2 separate regions of the Gossypium arboreum genome follow, and region 2 is linked to region 1. The links are chromatin contacts, called in public Hi-C maps. All regions are on one chromosome and are shown on one strand. Each heading gives the region's core, a stretch centred on a gene start, on an enhancer-like site or on the middle of the called end of the contact. The rest is flanking DNA. Distances are from core to core; before and after follow the strand shown. Region 1 holds the start of LOC108466801. Region 2 holds the start of LOC108464877 (DELLA protein GAIP-B-like).

Evidence for each region. A called contact is a pair of places that touch in the nucleus more often than the background predicts.
Region 2: a Hi-C map of leaf shows a contact between it and region 1, with 2.1 times the contacts expected there. The contact joins the promoter of LOC108464877 here to the promoter of LOC108466801 in region 1. A contact is called at or near these places in 2 of 5 Hi-C or Micro-C datasets (both in leaf).

What each region holds. Positions count from the first base shown.
Region 1 is chr2:75,717,114-75,723,679 of ASM2569848v2, forward strand. It overlaps LOC108466801, which reads right to left and starts at 2,625. Exons shown (of 7, transcript XM_017767164.2): 1 at 1,790-2,625; 2 at 1,436-1,699; 3 at 150-666; 4 at 1-57. The coding sequence starts at 2,329. It overlaps LOC128289169 (a long non-coding RNA gene), which reads left to right and starts at 1,106. Exons shown (of 2, transcript XR_008278878.1): 1 at 1,106-1,680; 2 at 1,801-2,244.
Region 2 is chr2:75,878,724-75,885,909 of ASM2569848v2, forward strand. LOC108464877 (DELLA protein GAIP-B-like) reads right to left here and starts at 4,827. Exons shown (of 1, transcript XM_017765155.2): 1 at 2,293-4,827. The coding sequence starts at 4,465. The coding sequence ends at 2,615. LOC128284836 (protein MAINTENANCE OF MERISTEMS-like) reads left to right here and starts at 6,238. Exons shown (of 3, transcript XM_053022420.1): 1 at 6,238-6,297; 2 at 6,509-7,132. The coding sequence starts at 6,238.

The sequences.
Region 1 (6,566 bases), core at 1,375-3,874:
ATCCCTCAAGCGTCATGCGTACCATTTCAATGATGATTTTCACTACCATGTAAGCCCCTAAAGGAATTGAAAATCAAAACCTTAGATTAATTCAACCCTGGAAACCAATTAAAAAAAGATCATTAAGAAACAAGAGGTGTGTTTCCGACCATCGTCCAGGAAATAGTTCTCTTTGAGTGCACCATGTCCTGAAGTTTCCATCATGAGATGTGTTTCAACGCCATCCTGGTTCAAGTGAACCCCCTTATCGATAACATTCCGGTAACCGACACGATACAAGCAATGATGGCCGCCTCTATCAGTGATAAACCTTGTAAGTTCCAAACTTGTACGAGCATCAGTAACAATGGTGGTACCGGGATGTTCTTTCAAAACAACGGCGGACATGAGGGCTATAAGCTTGTCACCATTGATGGGATTTCCATTGTTGTCGACCACACCGCTGCGGTCTACGTCAGTGTCGAAAACAATGCCGAGATCAGCTGTGTTTTCTAGCACAGCGGCTCGGGTTAATGCCATTGCAGTTTTGTCTTCGGGATTGGGGATGTGATTGGGGAACATCCCATTAGGGTTGAGATGTAGAGAACCAAATGTATCTGCGCCAAGCTGGTCTAACACATCCCATGTGAAGAAACCTCCTGATCCATTTCCAGCGTTTACAATTATCTGCAATCAGGTGTAATGTCAAGGCAATTAATTAGCTTGTAACGATGCATAAATATATTGCCACTGTGTTACGTGGGCTAGGATCTTCAGCAAACTAAGCCCTTAGCCTGATCTCCACGGATATGGCCCTCTTACTAGAAGAATTCTTGACCACACGAAAACTTGGCCTGTTTTTGGATGGATAATGGCTAATTTGTCCTTCTAAATTTATAAAAAAAATTATTTTAATTCTTTATTTAATTTTTGTCTCATTAAATTTATATTATTTATCAAATCACCTAAAATAGATCAAAAGTTAATATATGACATCCACGTCAGCAATTAATTATTTTTAAAATTTAAAAATATTTTATTATAATTTTTATACTTTTTACTAATTTTAAAAGTATTTAATTTTTAAAATAATTTTTAAAAATTTTAAAATTTTAAATAACGTGAGCAAAGTCAACCACATTAATTTTTTCATATATTTTAAAGTGATTTAATAAATAATACAAATTTAAAAATTAAAAGAGATAAAAGAAAATTAAATAAATAACTAAAATAACTTATTTTATAAAATTAGAGGATAAAATAAATCATGTTCCCTTTTCGACAAGCCAACGGCCTAACAAGCACCATATGATTTATATTTGAAGTTTCCTACTATTTCTAATTGGATGCAAAAAGAAAGAGTGAACCGAATAGAGTTCCATGGTAAAATGCAATATTTAACGTAGAAAAATACATGTAAACAAATGGCAAGCACACCAAAAGATAGAGATAAAACCTGGAATCCTTTGAGTGGAGTATCATAATGAATAGGATGGTTCACTCTCTCCTTGATAATGTCCCGTAGGTGCTTTGCGTAAGCCCTCATGAAGTCAACCTTTTTTGGAGGAGAGTTAAGCATGGTCGACACTTTTGTGAGCCTGTTGGCGTACTTACGAGCAGCTTCGTCACATATCTCTTCCACTTCAGGCGAAGTTAAACCTCCTTTCTTTGTAAAAAATTTCAGACCATTGCGAGTGTAGGGTAAGTGAGAAGCCGTCATCTGCAACACAAATTACATACAAATTTACCATAGTTGATTTAACATTTTTTTCAACACAGATTTTAGTTAAGACTGCTTTTTTTACTCTACCATGATTGAAGCATCGTAAGCAAATGGTGGCAGCAATGTGCTCATAAAACAAGCTGGTGTAGTAGCAAGGCCCATCTCAAATGTCAAGCAGCCAGCTCGAGCAAGGCCTGCAAATACTGCTACACTCAGAGATGCTCCTGATATTCGAGGGTCTTTGCCAAGTGATACTGTAACATCTTCCACTGGACGTCCTCGTTCCTTTTCCAAGGCCTTGATAATCCACTCTCCGAAGCTCTCGGCTATGGCTTCCACGGCTGGTGGGGTAAGGTCCACGGTTCGACCCTTTTCACCTTCCAGTGCAACCCCTCGAACATCGGACCCATTTTGAAGTCTCCTAATCTTGTCCATCTCTTCATCAACAACCACTTCATTATATTTCACTGCACCGCTAGAAGATTTAACGCATATAACTACACTTGACTTTGACGAAAATGAAAATCTCAACGCTTTTTTTAGTGCAGTTTTTGCTGGTGATGAAGAGAAACTGGCTTTTCGACCACGTCCTCGTAAGGGTATCAAGGATGTTGAAGTGGAAGCCATGGATTTTTGTTCCAGGGTTTGTCTGAAGAAAGATGTGGAAGGATGGTGTCTAGAACGATGAAGTTGGGGAAGATAAGATGAACCCGCTTAAACCAATGAACTATAACCCTACAATACAATCCAGTTTCTATCCAGGAAAAAGAAAAATATCTATGAACAAACTTCCAAATAGCTTGATATTTTTCTTGTTTTCTTTTATTGAAAGCATTACTATACTTTTTCTTCTCCTTGTGCATGTTGCATTTCATATTTTTTTCTGGATTAAAAGAAAACAACAGCATATTCTTTTCTGGTTGCTACTGGAATTCAATATTGCATAATTTTTATAAAAAAAATGTCTACCAAAAATTTATGAGCGAAACATTAAAATCATTATGAGCTGCTCAATAATTAAAAAGAATTACACAAACTGCTATAAATCATTTATTTACTATTTTTATTTTAAATTTAATTTAAAGATACCAAAATTGTTGGAATTCTAGATTTTTAATTTTTTATAAAATTTTAATAATTTATTTAATTAAAATTAAATTAATTTATGATCCGATTAAATAAAAATCCATCAAATTAATTTAACTAAGGATACTAGAAAAGTTTTTAATTTTATTGAGAATACAAAATTAAATTCTGTATATATACCTATATATAAAAACTATCCCGTTAAAAGACAGTGGGACAAATATCCATTTTATTTTTTAATATTTTCTCAGAAGGTCAACTTATTTGTGAAGTGTGTATGAAATTATGGAATATTTTTCCACCGAATACACCACAAATGTTTGATAAAAACGAATACGTGACTAGGGTTATTTTTTCACCGAGAACCTGTTGGTTTATGCACTCATCCAGAACAAGGCAAAGGATTGGTTGAGGAAAGTTAAAGAAAAGAGAAGGGTTAAATATAAAATTAGTTCTTAAATTTATTCATTTCTCTTATATTGAAATTTATAATTTTTCTGTTCTATATTGGTATTTGAATTTTGTTTTATCAATTAAATCGGTATTTAAATTTAACTCCGTTAAGTTCGAGATAAATAGTGGAATAAAATTGTGGTATATGGCATAAATGATGTGATTAATTTAAAAAAAAATTAAAAAAAAAACCTATTTTTTCTTTTGACTTTTCTCCCCTAATTTTTTTTTCTTGTAATTAATTTCCTTTTTTTGTTTCTTCCTTCCTCTCTCTCTTCTTCTTTTTTCTTTCTCCTCAGCCTAAATTGCTACTTCCATCGTCGCCGACAGTTCGCCTCCTTTTCGACCTAGAAATGGCACCTAAGTGTAGCAGTCAAAAGTAAGAAAAAAAAAAGTGATAAAACACTGTACATAAAGAAGAATAAAAAATACAGGATTCCTTTTTTTTCTTTGTTTTTAGTTACCAATTGCCTTGTGTTTAACCCACTTTGAAAATCCTTTTAATTTCAGTTTCTTTAGCTTCAAGGATCTTGGGATTTTTTTTGGTTTTTTCCGGGTATTGTTAGGTCTTTAATATATTGCTGGGAAGTTTTAATTTTTTTTGTTTGTTTGTAATTGAGTAGTTTTCAGCTTTGCTTTAAATTTCCTCTCTCTTTTTTCTTAGCAATTTTACCTCTCAAAAGCTCTTAATTATTGCTTTTCTGCTGCTGGGTTGATCTTCATTTTTGCTGGGTTGATCTTCATTTGTTTGCTTTTAATTTTAGTTTTAAGGTGAGTAGAGGTGAGCAAAACTCGATTCGATTTGAAAGAATTGAAAAAAAAATCGGATTTTGAGTTAAATGAATCGAGTTATTCGAGTCAACTTGAATTTTTTTCGAATTTTGAGTCGAATCGAGTATTCGAATAATTCGAATATCAAACTATAATATTTTATATTTTTACCCCAAACTTCCAAACCTTTTTACTTTTCCCTCAAAATTTTTACTCATTCTCGCTTTCTCTCAAAACTTTTACTCCCCTTCCATCTTAACCCCCCAATTTACCCCAAATCCATTACCCACCAAAATTTTACTATCCAATTTACTTTTTCTCAAAATTTTACTTCCAAAAACCCTCAAAACTTTTTATTTTTCCCTAGAATTTTTACTCCTTCCTACTTTTCCCCTAAAATTTTTACTTCCTTCTCATCTCACCTCCCATCTACCCAAACCCATCGCCCCCCCTCAATTTTTTTAATATTTTCCCTCCAAAATTTTACTCCCCCTATTTATTTACTTTCTCTCAAACTTTTAATCCCCAAAACTTTTTATTTTCCCCCTAAACTTTTACTTCTCACCTTTTACTCTCAAATAAATAATCAAAATTATCCAAAAAATCACTAAACATAAATAGTAATAATTTTATTTATATCTACTATTTATATTATTAAATTAAATTTCACATTTTATATTATTTATATTATTGAATTGTTTAGTCAAATTGAATATTTATATTAAAATTGAATTATTAATTATGCCATTAAATATTAATATTAAAATTTTATATTTGTATCAATTTCACATTTTATCTTTAAAATAACTTTTATTAAAAAATCATATTTTTACATTTAATATATTTTTTAATTCCAAAATATATATTGACAAGAATTTGAAGATAATTGAAACAACTAAGCAAGCAAAGAAACTAACACGTATATAAAAGTTTAATAAATAAATTATGAGGTGATGAAAGTTAATAAAAAATTTGATTAAGGTGGACAAATTTTATTACGATGGGTGACAGTGGTTACAAGGACCCAAAATTATTTTTTAAAATTTAACTCGAACAAATATATTCGATTCACTCGATTCGGATTTCATCTTACTCAACTCGATTCGAGAAAATTTCAAATCAAATTAGGATGATAAAATATGATTCATTAACTCGATTAACTTAAAATTTTTTCATTCAATTCGATCGAACGCTCACCCCTAAAGATGTGTTCCCGTTTAACAACTTTTGTGATAAATTTGTTTCTGAATTCAATATTTTGTTTTGCTTGTAATTGGTTCCTCTTTTATAGATTGGAAATTGAAAAGACATAATTCTTTAATATAGAGAGAGATGGGGCTTGAAAGAAATGGACATTGGAGTTGAAGTTAGGAAATATATAGTGATATTAGTTAAAATATGTTATAGTTTTGTTTGTATCATCCATTTTTTGTTGGTTTGGCTTGCTTTTTAATATTTTTGTATAGATAAACTGTTTTTGTTGTTTTACTTTTTGGTTATTACATATAGTGTTTTGGTTTGCAGTATTGTATTGCTTGGTACCTTTTTGAGTTTTAGGTCACCGAACATACCCGAAATTGATGAACAAGAAGAAGAGAATGTTAGTCATGAAGTTTTTCCGTTGAAAACTGGGGTTAGTAAGGATGATACTATTGTCAAAACTGGGGTTTACTTTTGAAAGCTATACTTCGGTGCCATTTTTAGGCCGAAAAGGAGGTAAACTGTCGATATCGATGGATGCAGCAACTTGAGTTGAGGGAAAAAGAAGAAAGAAGAATAACAAATGAAGGAAGGAAAGAAAAAACAGAAAAGAAAGAAATTAATTACAGGACAAAAAATTTTGGGGGAGAAAAGTCAAAGGAAAAAAATTAATTTTTTTAGATTATGACATCATCATGACATCATTTATGACACGTGTCACAATCTTATTTTGTCATTTGTCTTGAACTTAACAGAGTTAGAATCAAGTACCGATTTAGTTGACGAAAAAAAGTTTAAGTAGATAATGAGCCCTTTGGGGACTCACTCACATCTTTGGACTCATGTTTAACATAGATGAAATTAAAATAAAAATAACTAAAATTAAATAAAACAGTAGTTATAATTACAATATGGTTTCACGTATGGGAATGTACAACATGCTTGAGGACAAGCATGGGCTAAGTAGGGTGAATTTGTGGAACGACGAATATGTGCAAGTGTACACAATCGCAACAAGTAATAAAGTGACAAGTAAATGTCGAGTTATCATACCCACAGGGACTGTGAAAGAAAAATATTTATGAAATGTAAATCAAACACTTTGGTGATGAGAAAAATATTTTGTTTTGAAGAAATGATTTAAAAATAAAAATTAACTAAGTAAAAAATAAAAGGTAAAAATTTCAATGCATGATTTCAAAAAGAAGATTTTTAATCAATATGACATAATTGTGCTAGATCGATTACATTCATTAACTTAGAATTACTAAATTCATGTTCATGTTGTTACAAATATTTTTACAGCAACTTGGTAATTTGTTAACTACTGCAAATTCATACTTACTAAATTAAC
Region 2 (7,186 bases), core at 3,577-6,076, 160 kb after region 1:
AACAAAGTTTTTGATCAACCTTTGCCCATATTCCATAATGCCATTCATATATAATTATAATTGGTTAGATCCAGATGTGTATCTCATTTTATTTTATTTTTTGCGCCAAGGAAAAGGTGGAGAAGAAAAGAAACGGAGAGGGACAAACAGTCGTATATTATTGTTGATATATTTTTCTGAGTCAATCAAGGTTTCATACAAGTTTTTCACCCGGGTTGAGGGCAAATTAAACAGTAGTTGATATTGTCGAGAGTCCTTTAAGGTTGTTCTTGTGGTTTGGGAGAATTATTTTTGATGAGTTTGACCAACTTTGATAAATATTTTGGAGAGTTTTATATGTTTTGATGTGGATTCTTTTAGAGATAAGTATCTTATTTAACAGAGAGAATATTTGAGTCATGATAGGCCTCTCATATGTGTATTTAGATATGATAAGAGATTTGTTATATTATTGAATCCCTGAGTGAGAATTGATTTAATTTAATATTTGTGTACCTATTGAACATGCAAGAGATAAGTTTTAATAAAAGACCTAACCTAAATCATGTAACCGTAGTGGTTATATATAGTCTAAGAAGATAAGTCCTTAAATTATATGTTAGATGAACCCTCTTTATTCTCTTAGGGAAGGGGGTAAATTTGGGTAAAGTCATCACATATAACATAACATTTATATCTTAACTTGAATTCAAAGAGTTGAATTTTAACCAATAATCCCGCCGCCGTGCTCAAAATTTTTAAGCAATCCAATGTATCATATTAATGGAAAATGAAGCTTTTGTATATATTTATATATATAATAACGTATTTTCTTTTTCCATTAAAAAAGCATTACATATTTTTAATGTATTTAAAGTTTGAGACGCACAATCTAATAAATAGGGTATGAAACAAAAATATAAAAAGCAATTTGATGGACAATAAAAGTGTAAATTGAATATATGGGTAAAAGAAGTGGAGTTTAAATGTATAGAAAAAAATAAAAAAGTAGGAAAAAAGAGGAGCATGAGAATTAATTCCATTGATTAGAATGTAATGAAGTTGCTTTGCGTCAACCAAAAAGGAAGAGGTTCTTAGAGAACAAGTGGCTAAAACCCATGAAAGATGGTGACTTCTTCTTTGAGGATCCAACAAATGTAGTGGGCAACAGATCCTATTTAGATATTGACACCATGACATCCCAACTCACCTTTGGGATTTGCTTTCCCTCCCACTCCCCTTTTTGGAGAATTTTGGCTATTTAATATACCTTCCTTCTTATGTTTTCCTTTTCCTTTCACAAAATATGTTTGTGGTTTAGAGATTAGAAAGAATTAAGTCCTAAACTTTTATACTATTCCAATTTTAAAATTTTAACCTGCAATAAATTCGTTAAGTTTATACAATATTTATTATTGAACTTATAATATATAATTTATGTTGGATGTTAGAATATTAATTTTTGATATATATATATAGATTTTATTATATATTAGAATTCATTTATTTCCTTTGCATTTCAAATTTTGATTTTTAATCTTCATATTGCTCAGGTTTTGACTCAATATCTAGCAATTAAAATCGTTAAGTCAAATTCTACTATTAATCCTATAAAATTTGTAAGTTATAGTTGAAATTTTAACCGCTTTTAAATCTATTAACTAAAGTAACGTGACTTTTTATAAGCATAATGTGAAAATAACAAATTAAGATGTTAGAATAAATTTCAAAATTGGAATACAAGTGCAAGGATGAATTGGGGAAAACATGAAATTCCCATAGAATCGAAGAGAGGATGGATGCAATGATTTAGAACAAGTAACAAAGTGAGAATGGATGAATTAGCTGGCAGTCATCAAATGTTTGAAAAGATTAAAGACACTGCAAACTGGCAATCACAATCAAGAAAGCAAAATTCATAGCGAAAAAAAGGAAGTAGTACACCCACATACGAAAAAATAGGGTAAAAAGGCTTTTAACAGTGAAAATGTTTTCCCACCAACATAACTATAAAAAGAAGAAGATAAGAAAGTGAAAAGCTTTTTAAATAAAGTTAATACCATCATTAAGAACTTGACATTTAAGTGAAGTGAGCATTTTTCTTTTATATGATTCTGCTTCTGCTGACATTGAAGAAAAGGGTAATAGTTGTTGCCCTGCTAATGTAATAGTTTTATATCTTCAAACGCTTTCATTGTGTTTGATTCAATGCCTAAAAGTAGGGTATCACAGATTTGGCAATTTTTCAGTGCTGCCAGCAATCTGGGGATATTTGCAGTCCAATTTTTATTATTTAGAGAAGAAAATGTTGGGTTTTCAACTAAACCCCTCTGCAATTTCTTTTTTATTTTTCAGCAACGCTATATAACATATTTATAATAAATACATTAACCCTTTTAGTGATTCACCCTGAAAATACAAAAAGATTTCCCCAAGAAAAAAAATTTAACCTAAACAGAAAGAGAGCTGAAAATTAGAAAAATGATAAAAAGCGAGTGGCAAACTGGAAAGGCAACCAGTTCAGAAGCCAACATTGACAGAAATTAAAGATAAGGGTTTCGTACTAGGGAGGGACCAGACTGAGTTGGGATTCTTCTTAGACTCATTGAGTCGACTCATTAAAAATAAATAAATTTTACTGGCTTATGGCGGTGGTTTTGTTGGTGAGCTTCCAAGCTGAAGTTGTAATGAGTGGGCGGTTGTGCCATCCCAGCATCAAACACCCGTTGTTCTCTTCCACCCCATATCCATCTCCGCCTGCAAAAAGGGCCAACAACATACTAGCTTGCTTGAACGCGTTCGAACCCAAATGAACCGGTGAAAACCCCGCCGTACTCAACCGGTTTCTCCACTGAGTCAGCGACTCGTGCCTCTCGATTCGGTCCACCCCTTCACAGGCCACCACATTGCATATCTGTTTCCCCAAATACACCTCCGACATAACCTTATCCTGACTGCTCACCGACCCCTCCAACGAATCAAAAAGCGTCGAGTAAAAATGTAATGACTCAGTGAACCGGTCTAAGAAAACAGGACCGTTGTGGTTCGCTTCTTGCTCAACGATGGTAACAAGTTCAGGCTTCATTTGTTTCACCACAGAAAAGACTTTGTCGATGGCACCAGGCCGAGCCAACAATTTATGTAACTCGAAAACCGAGTTAACGGCCACGGCTTCAACTTCACTCGGCCTGAGATCAAGCATTGAAGCATCCAAATCGGCCAACGAATTAGCCACGAACCCACGATACTCGAACTCCACGTGAATCTTTTTGGCAAACTGAGCCAACTTACAGCCAACTTCCTGCAAGTGATCTGAGTTGTCGTGGCTAGGAGGTCCGATCCCAGTTAACCTAAAAGCTGGCGGACCACCAACTCTTAACGCTAAAGCTTGCATCAAAGCAGGCCATTGCATGCCTTGGTTCATTGAGAAATCGATAACATGGACTCTTTTTTTGCCCTCAAAAGCTTCGAGAATAGCTTGGTTAGCGGTGAAATGAGCGAACTTGAGATAGGGGCAAGTCTCGTAAAAGTGCATGTGAAGAACATCTGAAAAAGAGTGGTCGAGTGGGTTTTGAGGATAAAATCTGTAAATCCTTCGGGCTAATGCTTCCGCAAAATAAGTAGCCACTTTTCTCATAGCCCCAGCTTGAGAAATCGCTAGGAACCCAATTTGTTTAACTAAAGCTTCAGCTAGATTAAGATTGTTTTGCTGGACAGCTTCCGCACATGCCATCAAAGCATGGACAAGCCGGATTCCATTTTCTTGCGAGTCAACCAGGACCACGGGACGAGTTGAAGCAGTCGGAATTCCATAGGAAGCAGCAGCGGGAGGAGGAGGAGGGGGGAAGATATCCGAGGGCGAGGGCGGCCCGGATGTGGATTTGAAGCGTTTTTCAGATTTAACGTTGGTGGGTGTGGAAGAAGATGAGGAATCGTGGGTTTGGGGTTGGGTATTTTGAGAATAAATAGCCTTACCAGGAATGGCTTTGAGATCGTAATCGGAGCAGGAAGCTTCCTCAAAGATTTGTTGACCAGATTTCTGATGTTTCCGATTGATGTTGTCGAAATCCAACGTCGTCAAAGTTGAGGACTCAGCGGGGCCAAGAAACGAATCATCCAACGCCGCCGCCGCCGTCCCAGCAGCGCCAAAAGGATCAAAAGTGGAGGGAGGGTTAAGTTCAGAGAGCATGCTCTCGAGCCAAGTCGACAGATCGGAAGGATTATAATGAACAGTTTCAGAAGCAAGGTGAGAAATCCCATCATCTTGAACATTACACATAACCTCCTCCAACTGCTCAAGCTTTTGAGCCACTTCAGCCATGTCTGAAGTTTTGACCTTGTAACCCAAAACCGCCAAAAGCTCATCCATCCCACAGTCTTGTTGGGCGGATTCTTCGTCCCAAACCTTGGCCTTTCCGGTTGAAGGAGCGCCGCGGAGAGAAGAGGGGTCTGGGTTGGGTTGGAGATGATTGTGGTCTCGCTTCATGATTGTGATAAATTTCTCGTGTGTAAAATTGTGGGTTGAGAGGGGGGTGGAGGGGAGGTATCTATGGATTTGTGTGGTGATGCTCAAAAACCAAAGAAAAAAGATGAATGGGTGAAGAATCTGAGCATTGGGGATTGGGGGGTTTTGCTTGGTTTTTCCCTACTACTCCCACTTCATCATCAGAGCAATTACATAAAAAAGAAAAAAAGAAAAAAAGATTTTAAATAAATATATGTTGAAAGAAGAAAAAAAAAGGAATCAAAACCCAAAATTAAATTAAATTTAAAGAAAAACGCTCGTGATGGGCGCGACCTCCAATGAACCCACAGAGGCTAACTACAGCTCAAACGAATAAGAGGGAAATATACATTTTTACCCTCCCTTTTCCAAATTATTTATTATTTTTACAAAATGCAGTACAACTATTGTGGGACCTGTTTACTTGTCATCCCCACTTCAATTTATTTTCTTTTTACCTTTTATAGTTAAACTTTTTCAGAGTTGAATTAATATTATTTTACAGCTAAATTTCTGTTTGGTTACTAGGTTTAACCCATCTTATTATTTTAGAATTAAAAGGTCATAATTACAATTCGCAGCTTAGGACCAGCTTAGTAGCGTAACCTTCTAATTTAAGTGAAGAGTTGAATTCTTATAAAGTATAACTACCTTTATTAAAATTCACCTTACCTATTATCTTTGTGTTACATTTCTAAATTAACAGGTCGGATCTGAATATATTTTGAACAAAAATATATGTTTAGGCTAAAGGTAAATTTTATATTTTGTAAATTATGTGATTTTAATATATTTTAATTTTAGAGGAAAAATAGAGAGTTTTACTCCGACCATTAATTTTGTTATAATTATTTCTGGAATTGTAATTCAAATTGTACTTGTAACTTTAAAAAAAATTAAAGAGAGTTTGGTTAATGAAATATAACATTACTTGTGATAAATTATTAGAATACAAGATTACTTAACAAATTTCAAGCATATTGTATTACATTATTTGGTTTATTTAGTTAGAATATAATTTAGACATGTTTTAGCCTCAGTTCAGATATATTTTATTTATTAGTCCAATCATGTTTTGTAATAGTTAATTTCTTTTATAATTCTTTTTGTTATTATATTTGGAATTACAACTATAATTGTACTTATAACTTTAAAGAAAATATTTAAAAGTGTTCGTTTCACAAAATATAAAATTACCTTTAATAATAGAATTATCAAAATATAAGGTATGCTTTATTGCCATGTTTGTTAAATATGAATGGAATACATATATATATATATATATATTTTTTTTTGGGGGCGTTTTACTCAAATATGCCATTTAAATAATATAATTACGGAAATAAGTCATTTTTTGCGTTATTTACCGGATTAGGCCGTTTCCCACGAAAACGCTTCCACGTAAGCGCGATTTCAGAGTACGTGTCAGCAAAGCGCTCCCCTTGGGGAGAGTTTTGCCCGTGTAACGGTCAAATTTTTTACTGTTGGCTTTCAACTGTCCAAAAAAAAACCTATAAAACCCCCCCAAATCATTTTTTCACACAAATCTCTCAAATTTCTATAATTCTCTCAAAATTCCTTTCCCTTTAATTATTTTTCACACAATTCTCTCATGATTCTCAACATTCTTTCAATATTCCCTTCAAAAATCTATCAAATTTCATTGAAATTTTCTCAAAATTCTATCAATTTCTTTGTTTAAAATTTTTTTGAATTTAATTTTTTTAAATTAAAAAAATCCGATCGTGTTAAAAATGGCTGGAGAATTAATCCGTCTCGATAATAAGCACATCTCCGTTGATCAAATGACAATGGTAAGTGATAATTTTAAATTTTCAATACTATTCGATATTATTTTAATTTATGCAAATTTAATTAAATTTGCAATACTATTTGATATTTTATTCATTTATGTAATTATAATTACAATTTCAATACTGCTTGATTTTTTTTTCATTTATGATGTTTGCATTAATTAATTTATGCAATTTTAATTAATTTTTGTTTTATAAATTTTTATAATAGTCTGTAGATCGGGTGTTGCAATGCTACATCCGTAATATGTTTGGTCCTCTATCATCGTTGATCGAGAATTACTTGCGAAAAGCGGGATTTTGGCACGTGGCCACGATATGCCGGGGGTGCAAGTTGGACCCGAAACTAATCAGTGCATTGATAGAGAGGTGGAGACCCGAGATGCACACTTTTCATCTTCCATGCGGAGAGTGTACTATCACTCTAAAAGACGTGCATTTGCAATTGGGATTGCCGGTGGATGGGTACGCAATCACTGGGTCCGCATCATCTACTGATTGGGGAGCCATATGCTACGAGCTTTTGGGTGCTATACCGGATAAAATTAACGGAGGTCGAATCGAGATGGGATGGTTACGATACACATTCCCGGAGCCGGATAATGATGTGACTGAACTCGAAAGAATACGATATGCTTGGGCATATATTCTTGAGATAATTGGAGGTTATTGGATGCCGGACTTGTCAAGAAACCTCATACATCTGAGATGGCTGCTGAAACTCGTAGATTTTAGAGCAGCCGGTGAATTGAGTTGGGGGTCTGCCGCGTTGTACGGGGCGACGCGACCGAACAAAGCCAAAATAGGAGGCTGCCTATCACTACTGCAATCATGGGCAATATTTTTCTTTCCATTTTTACGTCTTCGAGTCGACCACCTATATACATTT